Regions from separate parts of the Rattus norvegicus genome. Here regions 1 and 3 are each linked to region 2. A link is a contact called in public Hi-C data. All regions are on one chromosome and are shown on one strand. The core of a region is the stretch at or near the end of the contact, and the rest is flanking DNA. Distances in the headings are between cores, read along the strand shown. Region 1 holds the start of Abcb1b (ATP-binding cassette, sub-family B member 1B). Region 2 holds the start of Dbf4 (DBF4-CDC7 kinase regulatory subunit). Region 3 holds the start of Sri (sorcin).

Region 1 (4,097 bases), core at 146-2,645, 350 kb after region 2:
GAAACTGCAAGTTGCACACCGGTGAGAAGGGATGCTGGGGTTACAAAGGGAAGCTGAAGAGAGGAGAGGGCAAAGCCTTCAGGGCTGAGAAGATGAGTTAAAAGGTTTGTCGTTGTGCACGAGATAACCTCACTACACAGACTGGGGAAAGGTGGTCTGGGCCCGGAGGATGACAAACTCCTCCGTCCTCACCTGAAGCCCCTGAGGAGCAGGTAAGGTACAGATGTCCTTTCATGATATGTCTTCCATTCAATGCAGCTAGTTAACAGACCAAGTAAAATTTCCATCTTGCTCAGGAAGGAGACCTCAGCTCACCCCGTGGACCATGAGTTAAGTAAAACAACGGTGGCTACTTCTTGGTATCTGTGGATACAGAGGCAGCTTGGTGTAAGAATAGGAGTTTCCACCCAGGTGGTCTGGGCTTCACTGTCACTCTGGGTTAGGGATTTAGCTCAGTGGTAGAGAGCTTGCCTAGCAAGCACAAGGCTCTGGGTTCGGTCCTCAGCTCGGGGGTGGGGTAGGGGAAGGACAAAATGACAAGGAGCTCTGTCTCAGGTTGACACTTTTCGGCCACTGAGTTGCCAGCATGTTAGGTCACAGCCAGGTACAACTAGACAGAAAAAGACCTGTTACACTCAAATATCTGCATCAATCAGAATTCCAGAACACGTAAAAACTTGATATGCCCTGAGGAAAACACGGCCATCGATTCCAGAGTTAAAAGTTGAAAAACGCTATGTACTTTAAAATATCATTTCTACCTTGAAATTGTATAAGACTTCTGTATAGGACTATCATCAAAGCCAGAAAACCGAATGGATATGCTTTAGAAAAACGCCAAACATACTGGAAAAAAAAAAAAAGACTTTCGCAGAAAAAATTTCTACCAGCTTTAGAAACACACACACAAAAAAGCAGTGCTGTCAGAAGGGAACTTTACAGAATAAGCGAGGTTCCTGGCTGCTTTATTAATTATATTAGATTAGATATGTCAGGGAATGTGTCCTTTTAAGTATGACTCACCAGGGATGCAACCGTGCACTATCCAGGTATATACACGTCCATATGGAGAGTTACCTGAACATGTAGAGACATGTCTGTGTTAATGTCTGGGGAATTCCAGCTCCCTTCTCAAAAACTCAGAGAAGCCTGGAAACCATCCCTATTTCGCAACCGCTCCAGCCTCCTTGCCCAATTCCACCCACTAGGCTGATTGGCTGCGGGGCCACAGGGCGGCCGCCGGCATCTATTTAAATCTCCGGCCTGAGGAAGCCCTCTGGCTCCTTCCCGCAGCGGCTCTTGAAGCTGTAAGAGGCTGAGGCCGCTGCTCCCATCTTCTGAGGCTCAGCTCAACACAGAGCTACTTCTTCCAAATTCTACATCTTGGCGGACTTCGCGAAGGAAACCCGGAGGTGTCACGTGAGGTAGGCTTTCCTAGGAAGGGTCGGGTGCTCCGGATGCCTGAGCCTGGTCCAGGTGGCAGGGTCCTCTTGGGGACCAAGTGGCGAAAGCCACAAGTCGCTCCAGGAGCTCCCGCAGCAGCCCCCAGGCTGGTGTCCACAGCGCCAGTCCTGCGCTGTGCATCCTGCTGCCCAGCTCACAGCCGCGGGCCGTGGAGAAGCGCGCGGGGGCGAAGGGTACCCAGCAGGGTGGGATGACTGGATCCAGAGCAGAGCACCAGGTCTATGCGGTGACACATTTCCCCGGGATTCCCCCGGGAGAGTTACTTCCAGACCCGGCCGCTGGAGCATCAGGGCGGGGCCCCTCATCACCACTGGGCTCCTTGGGGCAGTGAGCTCTGCCTAGGCTCTGGTCCCCGCGGCCATGTGTTTGGCTGATGAACTGTGGTTTATCCCCAGGTCGTGATGGAGTTTGAAGAGGGCCTTAACGGAACAGCAGACAAGAACTTCTCAAAGATGGGCAAAAAGAGGTAGCCAGATTGTTTCACTTTCGTACTTTACATAGCTTGTACATTTGGGCGATTAGTTTGTAGCCTCTAGCACTGTACTAAATGATTAGTGGGTGTTATTTCAGTCTTCAGAAATGTAAACCAGCCTCTGCTTGGAGCAGTCCTTAAGATGTGTGTGACAGAAGGAGGCTCCTGTTCAGCCTGTACACCCGCCGTTGCTCACTCACATCCCTTTAGTTTTATGACCCCAGCTTTATGAGCGCTGTCGTTCACTCACTCACGCACCTGAGCCATATGCTGCTTGGGCTCTCGCTGTGGTCCGTTATCTTCTGGTGAACACATATACAAACACAAGTGAAACAGAACAGTACAGGTCGATCATTTAAGGTTGGTTATCTATACTTAAATCAGAAAAACTGAAAATGTAATTGCCAAGAGAAAACAGTTATTTTTCAGTGTATTTTTATCATAGTGGACTGCCTGTGGCCGGTAATTAAACACTTACTTCAGTGGGTTCATTCTTTATAGAAAATTGTAAACTAAGACAATAGGAATTAGTAGATCTATTAATACTATTCAGAAACAGGGTTTCAGGGTAAAGAGGGAAAGTACAAGGTGAAAGAAGAATTTGCATTTCAAAGTGTGAAATCTGATAAGAAACTTTGATACGAAGTCATGACTTTTTTTTTAAGATGTTCAACATCTGTTCACTGCGTTCTCTGTAGTAAAGTGGTTACAATCACGATCCAGAGTGATGATGATGATGGTGGTGGTGGTGGTGGTGATGATGATGATGGTGGTGGTGGTGATGATGATGATGGTGGTGATGGTGGTGATGATGATGATGGTGGTGGTGGTGGTGGTGGTGGTGATGGTGGTGGTGGTGGTGGTGATGATGATGATGATGATGATGATGGTGGTGGTGGTGGTGGTGATAGATGTCTAAGTAATAATTAAACTACACTAGAGTTACCCAGAAGGCAACTGGGAAGATTAATTCAGAACATGGTTGATTTTCTTTCCCCCCCCTTTTTTTTTTCAAAAGAATATCACCATGTAGCCTGGGTTTTCCTCTTAACTTGTAATCTTCCTGCCTTAGCCATTGCAGTGCTGGAATTATAAATATACTTTGTCATGCCCAGCCATAATATCATAATTAGATTGAAAGTAATCCAAAAGAGGTTTAAGAAATAGAAGACTTTATTCTTTCGATGTGCAGTGTTTTACTTGTAAGAGGTGGGTATTCATCACCAAAATTAGGAAATAATCTAGCTCACGCGCATATAGTCTTACGCAAATCCCAGCACCTGAGCAAGGGCCGGAGCACTGTGGGAGAAGCTTTTGAAAGGCAGAGCTGGTAACACACATCTGTAATACTCTGGTGGAGAAGTGTGAAGTTGGAACGGGAGGTTCACTGGAAGCTAATAGGATAGCTAGCCTGGTAAATCCAGCACCGAGTAACAAGAGACCTTGATTCTACTGATAGGAGGCAAGGCAGTTTTCCATGACCTCCATTGCATGTTTGTGCTCTTCCCCCTTCCCTACACACACTCAAATGCGATAGCCAGCGACCATCATATATTTAAATGTGTAAACTATATGAACACTTGTGTTTATTCTTCATAAATGATATCAGACTGTTTTAGTGGCTACTGTGTAGATATATTTGTCCTGGTTATCATTTGTTTTTATAACTTTAAAGTTTTCATAGCGTTCTTGAGGCTTTGTGTAATTCCTTTGTTGTGTTTCTCAGTAAAAAGGAGAAGGAGAAGAAACCTGCTGTTGGCATATTCGGGATGGTGAGTTTGGGATGTATCCATTATTTAAAACACTTACCTCAAAAAGATGTTTCCTGTGGCTTTCTTAAGAAGTATGGAGATGTGGGTGTAGAGTTAATTGATCAGAGTTGGCTTATTTTCAGAGGAATGCCAATCATAATTTGCCCTGTACTGAGCTTCCTTCTTTTTTTTTTTTGGTTCTTTTTTTCGGAGCTGGGGATCGAACCCAGGGCCTTGCGCTTCCTAGGTAAGCGCTCTACCACTGAGCTAAATCCCCAGCCCCTGAGCTTCCTTCTTAGTTTTCAGTGTTTTCCAAATTAGTTATGTTGCCTTTTACCTGTATTTTCTTCCTGACGGTCATTGGTCACTGCCAACTAGTTAGAGGAAGCGTGCTGCATTGAATTTTGTCT
Region 2 (3,724 bases), core at 634-3,133:
AATGATTGATACACACATATAATATATATGTATGTATATATGTGTATATATGTATATATTATGTATATAATATATGGAATTATTTTAAAACATAACTACTCCCCTCAGCAATCAGTCAAGTAGCCCCTGCTATTTTGAAAGAAAGGCAGTTCTCTAGGACATAGAAGTCTCATTCATACCAAACCATTAATCACAGAAACTTGAACATTTTATCAGGCTACAAACGGTTTAAAAAATGTTTTCTTTATCCTCTGATGGAGGGGCTTGAACACAGAAAGTCTTGCACATGTCACTAGGTGCTAGGCCAGGGAATTACTCCCAGTCCCCAAATGACTCACTAATAATCAACAGCTCATCACGGTGGCAAAATGGCTATAATTTCCAAAATGAAATTCCTTAGTGAGTTCACCTTACAGAACGCTAGTATTGCTTTTCTCAACTTTTGCTGGCTGTGCAGTTCTCACTCACCCCTCCAAGTTCCTTTATGTCTTTTTGGAGTTTTTCACATATGGTGATAGAAGGCAAGTCAAGGTAAAATATTTTCCCCCAAAGCGGCTTATATTTGGATTTTTCCAGTCTATTATCAGCTTTCAGGGATTTCAAAGATGGTCTATTCTTTTCATTTTTGTCTTGGATGCCACCTGCGATTAAAAAAAGAATCAGGCCATGTTTTATGCAGACACAATTTAACTGTTTAACAATATTCAACAGCTTTATTACAGAAAGGAGACATTATTAGTCATAACAAATTAAGCCATTAGAATCTAAATGTTTTCCCGAACTTTACCACTTAGGATGAAGGCAAACTGCTGCACTCTATGGTTTCTACAAATTCTGTACTGGAGAACAAGAGCTGAATCTTACTCCTGTTCCATGTATAAAGGCAAGGAACTCTATAAAGACATTCTTGAAAACTTACTCTCTCCCGATGTAAACTTCATATTGGTATTAGCAGGTCTGTAAAGACTCAACCCAGGTGTTTAAAATATTAAAAGCGTATTTACCTAGGCACCCGCACACGCTTATCTAGAATAAACAACCTAATTCTCCAGGGTTACCGAATGCTCATACTTGGGTTTCATAGTTTGTCTAGTACTTAAAAGAACTAAAGGATGGAGTTCATGCACTTTGTTTACATATGAGGAACTTAGGTTCATTCATGTCCTTTTTTTTATTTTAAAAGCAGATGAGTATCAAACAACTTCTCTAAACTTTTCGAACACAACCTGCACTTTAGTACTTAGTTAATAGACACACATGTGTATCTCTTAGGAATTTTCCTTATAATGGATTTTTATTTTTATATGAAATATTGAGATTGAAATCTGCTTTTGTCTATGAGGTTGAAACACACACACCTCCGTCTCCCTAATGAGTGACGGGAACTAACAGTCACAAATGGCAGTGGGTGCCTCCTCCGTGGGGCGGTGTGGCCATCGGAGACCCTGCTCATTGTCTGAAGCTTGCAGCCCCGGGAATGCCGGATCGCTCGCTGCTGAGGCGGGGAGAGCACGAGGGGCCCGGGCAGCGTCGGCCCCTCATGGAGACCAACACCGAACGCCTTCCGGGCGCCGAGAACCCAGAGAAATGCAAAAGCACAAGAAGTCGGGCAGGAAGACTCTCTAGAATCTACCGTGGAACCGGCAGGGTAGGAAACCATTAAAGGGACCGCGGCGGGGGAGGGGCTCCATACCAGGGAGAGGTGCTTTGCTGTGGATCCTCATGGTCTCGAGGTTCATGGCAGCCACCAAGCACCTACATGCTGGGTCCGCACCGGGGGCCGCATGGGACGGCCCCGAACACAAAGCTCCAAGGGCCCACCGGCCCTGGCCTCGGCCCCGGGCGGCGTCCGCTGGCCGAGTTTCAGGGCCGGTTCCGGCGCGGAGGCTCGGAGCAGGAAGAGGTTGTAGCTCCGACGTGGGAGCTGCGGCGGTTAAAGATTTGAAAACGCGTCACGCGACCGCGGCGCCAGACGCGCTCCCCGCCCTAACTACGCCGGGCGGGCCTCGCGCGCCGAGAGCCCCGCCCCCGGGTGGTGGCCCCGCCCACGCTCCGCCCCCAGCGCGCGGGCTTGCGGTGCCTCAGACCCCTGGTCTCCGGCGTCCTCTTCGGGTTCTGGCGCCGCTCTGCAGACTTGGGAGTGTGGGGCAACCCGGGCAGTGGACGCAGTTAGCCTCGGAGGCTTCAGCACATTGCGGTCATCACCTTCTAGGTTTGCTGGAACCACGGCCTTGCAGTTGCCTCGCCACCAGGTACTCCCATTAACCCGGTGTGGGACGCAGGGCCGGCTCTGGGCTCCCGCCGACCTGCAGACAGGCCGCAGAGGTCCTGGGTGGCCGTGGTGGCGGCGGGGCCGGGGTCCACCCGCCTGACCCGGCTCTTGCAGCCCTTTTGGTACTTTTGCTCTGTACAGACCTGTATTTTCTCTCTGTGTGTATGGTTTCTTTTTTGCAGCAATGAAAGAGTGGGAAATGAAGTCTCAGGGTTTTTTTTTATCTGTAAAGCGGGAATAGTTACGAGATTATGGTCCAGACGAAATTCAAGTGCCTGATTTGTTTTAAAATGCCTCACAAAACTTGTTTGGCGTATACTTCTGCTCTCACCCTTACAGACGTTAATGTTTTGTACTGTTCTGCATTTCTTAACTCCTGGCTATGGTAGACACTCCTTATAGTATTGATTTTTGAGGGAGTACCTCAGGACAGTGCAGATAAGTATATTCAGGCACAGATAGGTGAATTGTGAGACTGTTAGCCAAAGATGACATCAAGACGGATTAGGTTGCCAAAAGAAATGATTTTGTTTTGAACAGGTTAAGGATGGGAGCTGGAGTGACAATCATGGGTCTGCCCTTATTAAACTGATTTAAGAGAGTTAGAGATAATTTGTAATCGTAAGAAATATCTAGAAGAGGGGAAATACATGTTAAGAGACATTTTACTGGTTGGGGATTTAGCTCAGTGGTAGAGCGCTTGCCTAACAAGTGCAAGGCCCTGGGTTCGGTCCCCAGCTCCGGAAAAAAAAAAAAAGAGACATTGTACTGATGAATATGAATTTATAAATAGGTGCTTAACAGATCTTGAGAAGGAGGAGTTATAGTTTGAGCAAACATTTAAAAAAAATTTGGGGGGAGGGGATTCAGTTTTCAAAGCGTAAGCTCCAGGAAAAACACAGAATCTCCATGTTTGTGAAATGGTTTACATTTCTGAGAAACACTGATACAGAATAGAATTAAAGCCACGAGGGAGAGCGGAATGCCTTGGAGTGGTGCTTGTGAGATGAAGAAGTGGAGAGGGTAGGGGAGTGCAGAGAGGGACAGGAAGCCGAGGAGCTGGAAGACCCTGGGAACAGAACTTATCAGTGGAAAGGTGCTCTGTATTCTTGAAAGCACAGTGCAGGCCTGGAACAGTAAGAACTCTAATTACCCTTGCACAACTCTGTCCCCAGCAGAGTTCAAACTGGCTAGAACCTGAACCATAGGCTGTGCTTAGGATGCAGGAAGTGCCATCCACTTCCTTAATGGCAGTTAGGGTGTAATAGGGGTAATTACAGTTCCAATGGTTATAGAGCTAAGTGCCAGGTGTAAACTGGGGGACTAGAAGTCACATGGTTGAACACAATGAATGAAGAAAGAAATGCCAGTAAGGAAGGAGTGATGAAAGGGAAGATGGGTTCTTTTTCTTTCTTTTTTCTTTCCTTTTTCATTTGAAGTTTTCAGGAAAGA
Region 3 (3,810 bases), core at 275-2,774, 310 kb before region 2:
CATATTTTTTTCCTGAACCTGAAACAGCAAGGGCATACTAATTTGCCGGCAATCACTGTAAAGATTTCATTTACAGCCCTCCATTAAAATTCGCTTGTTAAGGGAGAAGGAGTGACCAGAGCCTAATGACTATTAATGTAACAATTAGCATAGTCACTTACCAGACAAATGAATCCTGCATTAGTTACCAACACTTTATCAGGGACACATATTTTTTTGTGTTCTTTTAAACATGAGTCCTGAAAGAGCTTAAATTCAAGTGTGAGTTCAGTGCTGATCATCTAGCTGGTTAAAAAGTTCCACAATGCAGGACAAGACCTCAAAATGCCTAATCAATGACCATGGTATTTGAAAACAGTAATTTTATCTCCGGAGGCAGACATAATCCAAGCCACACCTTTGTCATGTGATCATAAGGACTATTTAGAATTTTTCTCAGTATTCATAACTTTCATGTTTTTGGAGTTTATGTACCCAAAGAGAACTTGAGAGAAGTTAAGGTCTCACACTGTGATCAGTTTTGTTTATTAAAGTATTTCTCAAAATGTTAAAAACAAAACAAAACAAAAAACCAGGCAGCCACAGTGACTCATCTGGAGGCTGAGGCCATGAGAGAATAGCCTGAGAACCCGGGCCTCAAAAGAAAAGAGTAAGAGCAAACAATCAAAAACAATCAATCAATCAATCAAACAAACAAATAAACAAAAAACAGTTCAGTCCTTTACAGTCAAGGGCAAGCAAACAATTATCTCTTGAAAATTGCGCTGAAAGCCGAAAAAGAAACTGAACCATCTTCTGAACAACCCAAGTGAGTTACACATCCTTTTCAGTAAGGTTCACCATCACGGATGTTTCTATTTGAAACATCCAGAAAATTAAACAATTCAATATTCCACGAATGATCTGGGTGAGGCTCTCCTGCCTAGAAAATGCCCTCTTCTACCCCACCGCACACATCCACGCCTAGCAATCACACCTGAGCTGCACCCAGCTTAACAGTTGGCAAAGAAACAGGCCACCGTCATTCAAAGCAAAAAGCTCTCTTGCAAGGTCAAGTTTCACCTGGCTATCAAAGGTTCTTTCCTATTTTGCAAAGTGTCCCCTTCACCCACTGGAGTTGTTCTTCCCATTCCTACAACTGTGCACATCGTCCTTATCCCATCCTCCCTATCCAATAACTTGGTGTAAATAGTAAATAAATGTTCCACAAAATAGCACAGTAGGAGGAAGAAGAAAATCCCCTAGCGGTGCCTGGATGTCGGAATGTGCCACTAGACGGAGAGGGAGATTAGGTCCTGCTATAAACTCGTTTGGGGTCCTGGGTCATCGTCTGGCCATGGGTCGCACGCTGTGCTAACACTGCACGGAGGCATCAGGGTGCGGGCGGCACTCCGGGTGGAGCAGGGCGATCAGGGTGGATGGCGGCGGGCGGCGGAAGGCGGGCGGCGTCCCCCACGGGGCCTGGTGGTGCGCTCCGGGGCGGCTCTGGGCCGACGGGCCGAGCAGCAACCACACAGGGCGGAGGCGCAGTCTGCACCATGTCGTATCCCGGGCACCCTGGCGCTGGCGGAGGGTACTACCCAGGCGGGGTAAGTGCAGCGGGTGAGGGCACAGCAGCCTCTCGGCTCCAGGGACTGGAGGGCGCCACGGACGCGCGGGAGGAGGCGCCGCGGGCGGTCCCAGACGCTCCCTGGGAGTTCGCCTGGACCCTGATGTCCAGCCTTGGCCCCACTCCATATTTCTTCCCCATCTTTTCCTTGTGCCTTTCCCGGGCCCACAGGTGGGTGGGCTGCGACCCGGGAAGCCTACTCTGTGAGTCGGTTATGTGGCGTGAGATAGTGCAAACTGGGTGTTGACTTCCTGCTCTCTCTCGGAATGTCCCCAAGCAACAACAGCCATCTTGATCTAGAATGGTTCTGTGGTCACTCCCTGGAAAAGAAAGTGACAGGTCGGCCAGAAAGACTGGAGAAATAAGCTGAAGTCCTAGAGGAAGACCACTTCGCCAGATGTTGGAGATGTACTGTCAGAGACTGAAGCACCCTCATCTTAGATACAAACGGACCATCCTTCTTCCCAAGCCACACCTGTCAGCCCTGTACTAACTCCAGCCTTACCTAGTACTTCAAGTACTTTTAAAACACTACTAAAGCTGTAATAAACCATCAGGAACACAATCCCGAGCCTAAGCTAGTTAATAGGGATTTTAAAGTGGCTTCCCATATAATGGCATCACCTTCATGGAGATTTATTTTGGACCAAGTCTCCAGCTTTTAATGTCAAAGGAGCAGGAGTGGAAAAGCCTGGTGGGTCACTGAGCCGGAGTGTGGTGTGGTGTGGCGGTGGGGAATTAGAGGCTGTGAAGGCCACACGGTGTCAATTGTACAAAAGCCTTGCATGGTGAAAGAGTAGACTCAATTCTGTGTCTGATGCCTTTATGTTTCTTTTTCACAGTGTGGAGGGGCTCCTGGGGGGCCTGTGTTCCCTGGACACACTCAGGACCCGCTCTATGGTTACTTTGCTGCTGTGGCTGGACAGGTTAGCCTTTCTTTTGTTATTGAGGAATTGTTATATTCTGCTTGTGTTAGCATTTCTTGCAGGGGCACAAAACTATCTTTGCCCTGGAAGTGAGTCCCTTTGCCTGAAAAAAAAGAAAGAGGAGAAGGAAATGAAAGCATTGTTTTAGATCTGAACAAAGCAGGACAGAGTGTTTGTTGTGTGTATTGATAACAGATCGGATTAAAACTAAACTTGTGATTAAACTGGGGTTCGATTGACCCGAAGGGGGATTATGAAAATACTTCGAAGATCTACAAAGTTTAAAGGTGCCTTTAGGACTGAATTATCAGGGCAGAGCAAGGGCTGCTTACAGAAAAGAAGTTCAAAATCTGAACATAAAACTGTGGCTTGCCCAACCTAAAAGCACATATCGGTGATTAATGATTCTATAGCTCCATTACGACTGATAGCTACTTTCAGTTGAATCCGATAATTAATCGTTTACCCACAAAGGAGGTAGAGAAGTTCTGTAAAAGAGCTTCCAAGCACAAGAGTGACTGTCACTATTAGGAAGGTGGCCTCTACCCTAGGTGCAGATGCTCCTGTGAGGCTAGCTTTCTATGCCCTTTTTAGGTGTTGTGGCTGGATGACCCACAGAAGGAATGCAGGTCAGCGAGTCCTAAGGCCCACTTCCTCACTCAGAGAGTTTTATGACAGATGCCTATGGCTACTGTGGGGAAGGACACGTGCCTGCCTTGCAAGGTCACTGTGTTTGGTAAATATTCAGGGATATAATCCAGATGTGTCCAGAGAGGACCTTCCTACTTATTCACCTTAGACTTGTTTTAAACAAGAGTCCGAAAGAATGAGATCGTGATTTTAAAAAACCAACCAAACATAAACAAACAAAAAGTGCTCTAGAATATGCTAAGCAAAATCTTCCAGCCGCCTCGGATGAGGTGGTGCTCTAAGAAACCCGACTTTGAGAATTTGAATGGAAAATTGAGTCGAAGACTGGGAAACTTTCCTCTCGAGTGTCTACTTAATCCGTTATTGATCCGTGTCTTTGAAACCACAAGACGAAAGCACACCTCAAGGCAAGCATTCTTAGATTGCCAGTGTCTTCAAGCATGTAAGCAACTCCACCTGCTTGGCTTTCAGTAGCACTGGCCTCTATTTCACACATTCATCTTCTTGCAAATTATTGATCCCGTCCCTATTTATAACGCGATGGCTCTCACCAACTCGGATTTATATATTTTATTTAAAATCCCTAGAAGTGTTGTGTGTCTTATTCTGACCTCAGTCAGTAGG

The links. A called contact is a pair of places that touch in the nucleus more often than the background predicts.
Region 1: a contact with region 2 is called in a Hi-C map of Schwann cells, with 4 times the contacts expected there. The contact joins the promoter of Abcb1b here to the promoter of Dbf4 in region 2. A contact is called at or near these places in 4 of 12 Hi-C or Micro-C datasets (the A7r5 cell line, Schwann cells, frontal cortex and 1 more).
Region 3: a Hi-C map of mammary epithelial cells shows a contact between it and region 2, with 2.3 times the contacts expected there. The contact joins the promoter of Sri here to the promoter of Dbf4 in region 2.

Annotation. Positions count from the first base shown.
Region 1 is chr4:26,277,327-26,281,423 of GRCr8, reverse strand. It overlaps Abcb1b (ATP-binding cassette, sub-family B member 1B), which reads left to right and starts at 1,395. Exons shown (of 28, transcript NM_012623.3): 1 at 1,395-1,424; 2 at 1,860-1,930; 3 at 3,663-3,708. The coding sequence starts at 1,866.
Region 2 is chr4:26,629,745-26,633,468 of GRCr8, reverse strand. It overlaps Dbf4 (DBF4-CDC7 kinase regulatory subunit), which reads right to left and starts at 1,883. Exons shown (of 12, transcript NM_001191748.2): 1 at 1,694-1,883; 2 at 469-641. The coding sequence starts at 1,739. It overlaps Slc25a40 (solute carrier family 25, member 40), which reads left to right and starts at 2,086. Exons shown (of 12, transcript NM_001393710.1): 1 at 2,086-2,252.
Region 3 is chr4:26,940,371-26,944,180 of GRCr8, reverse strand. It overlaps Sri (sorcin), which reads left to right and starts at 1,524. Exons shown (of 8, transcript NM_001128190.1): 1 at 1,524-1,589; 2 at 2,452-2,535. The coding sequence starts at 1,539.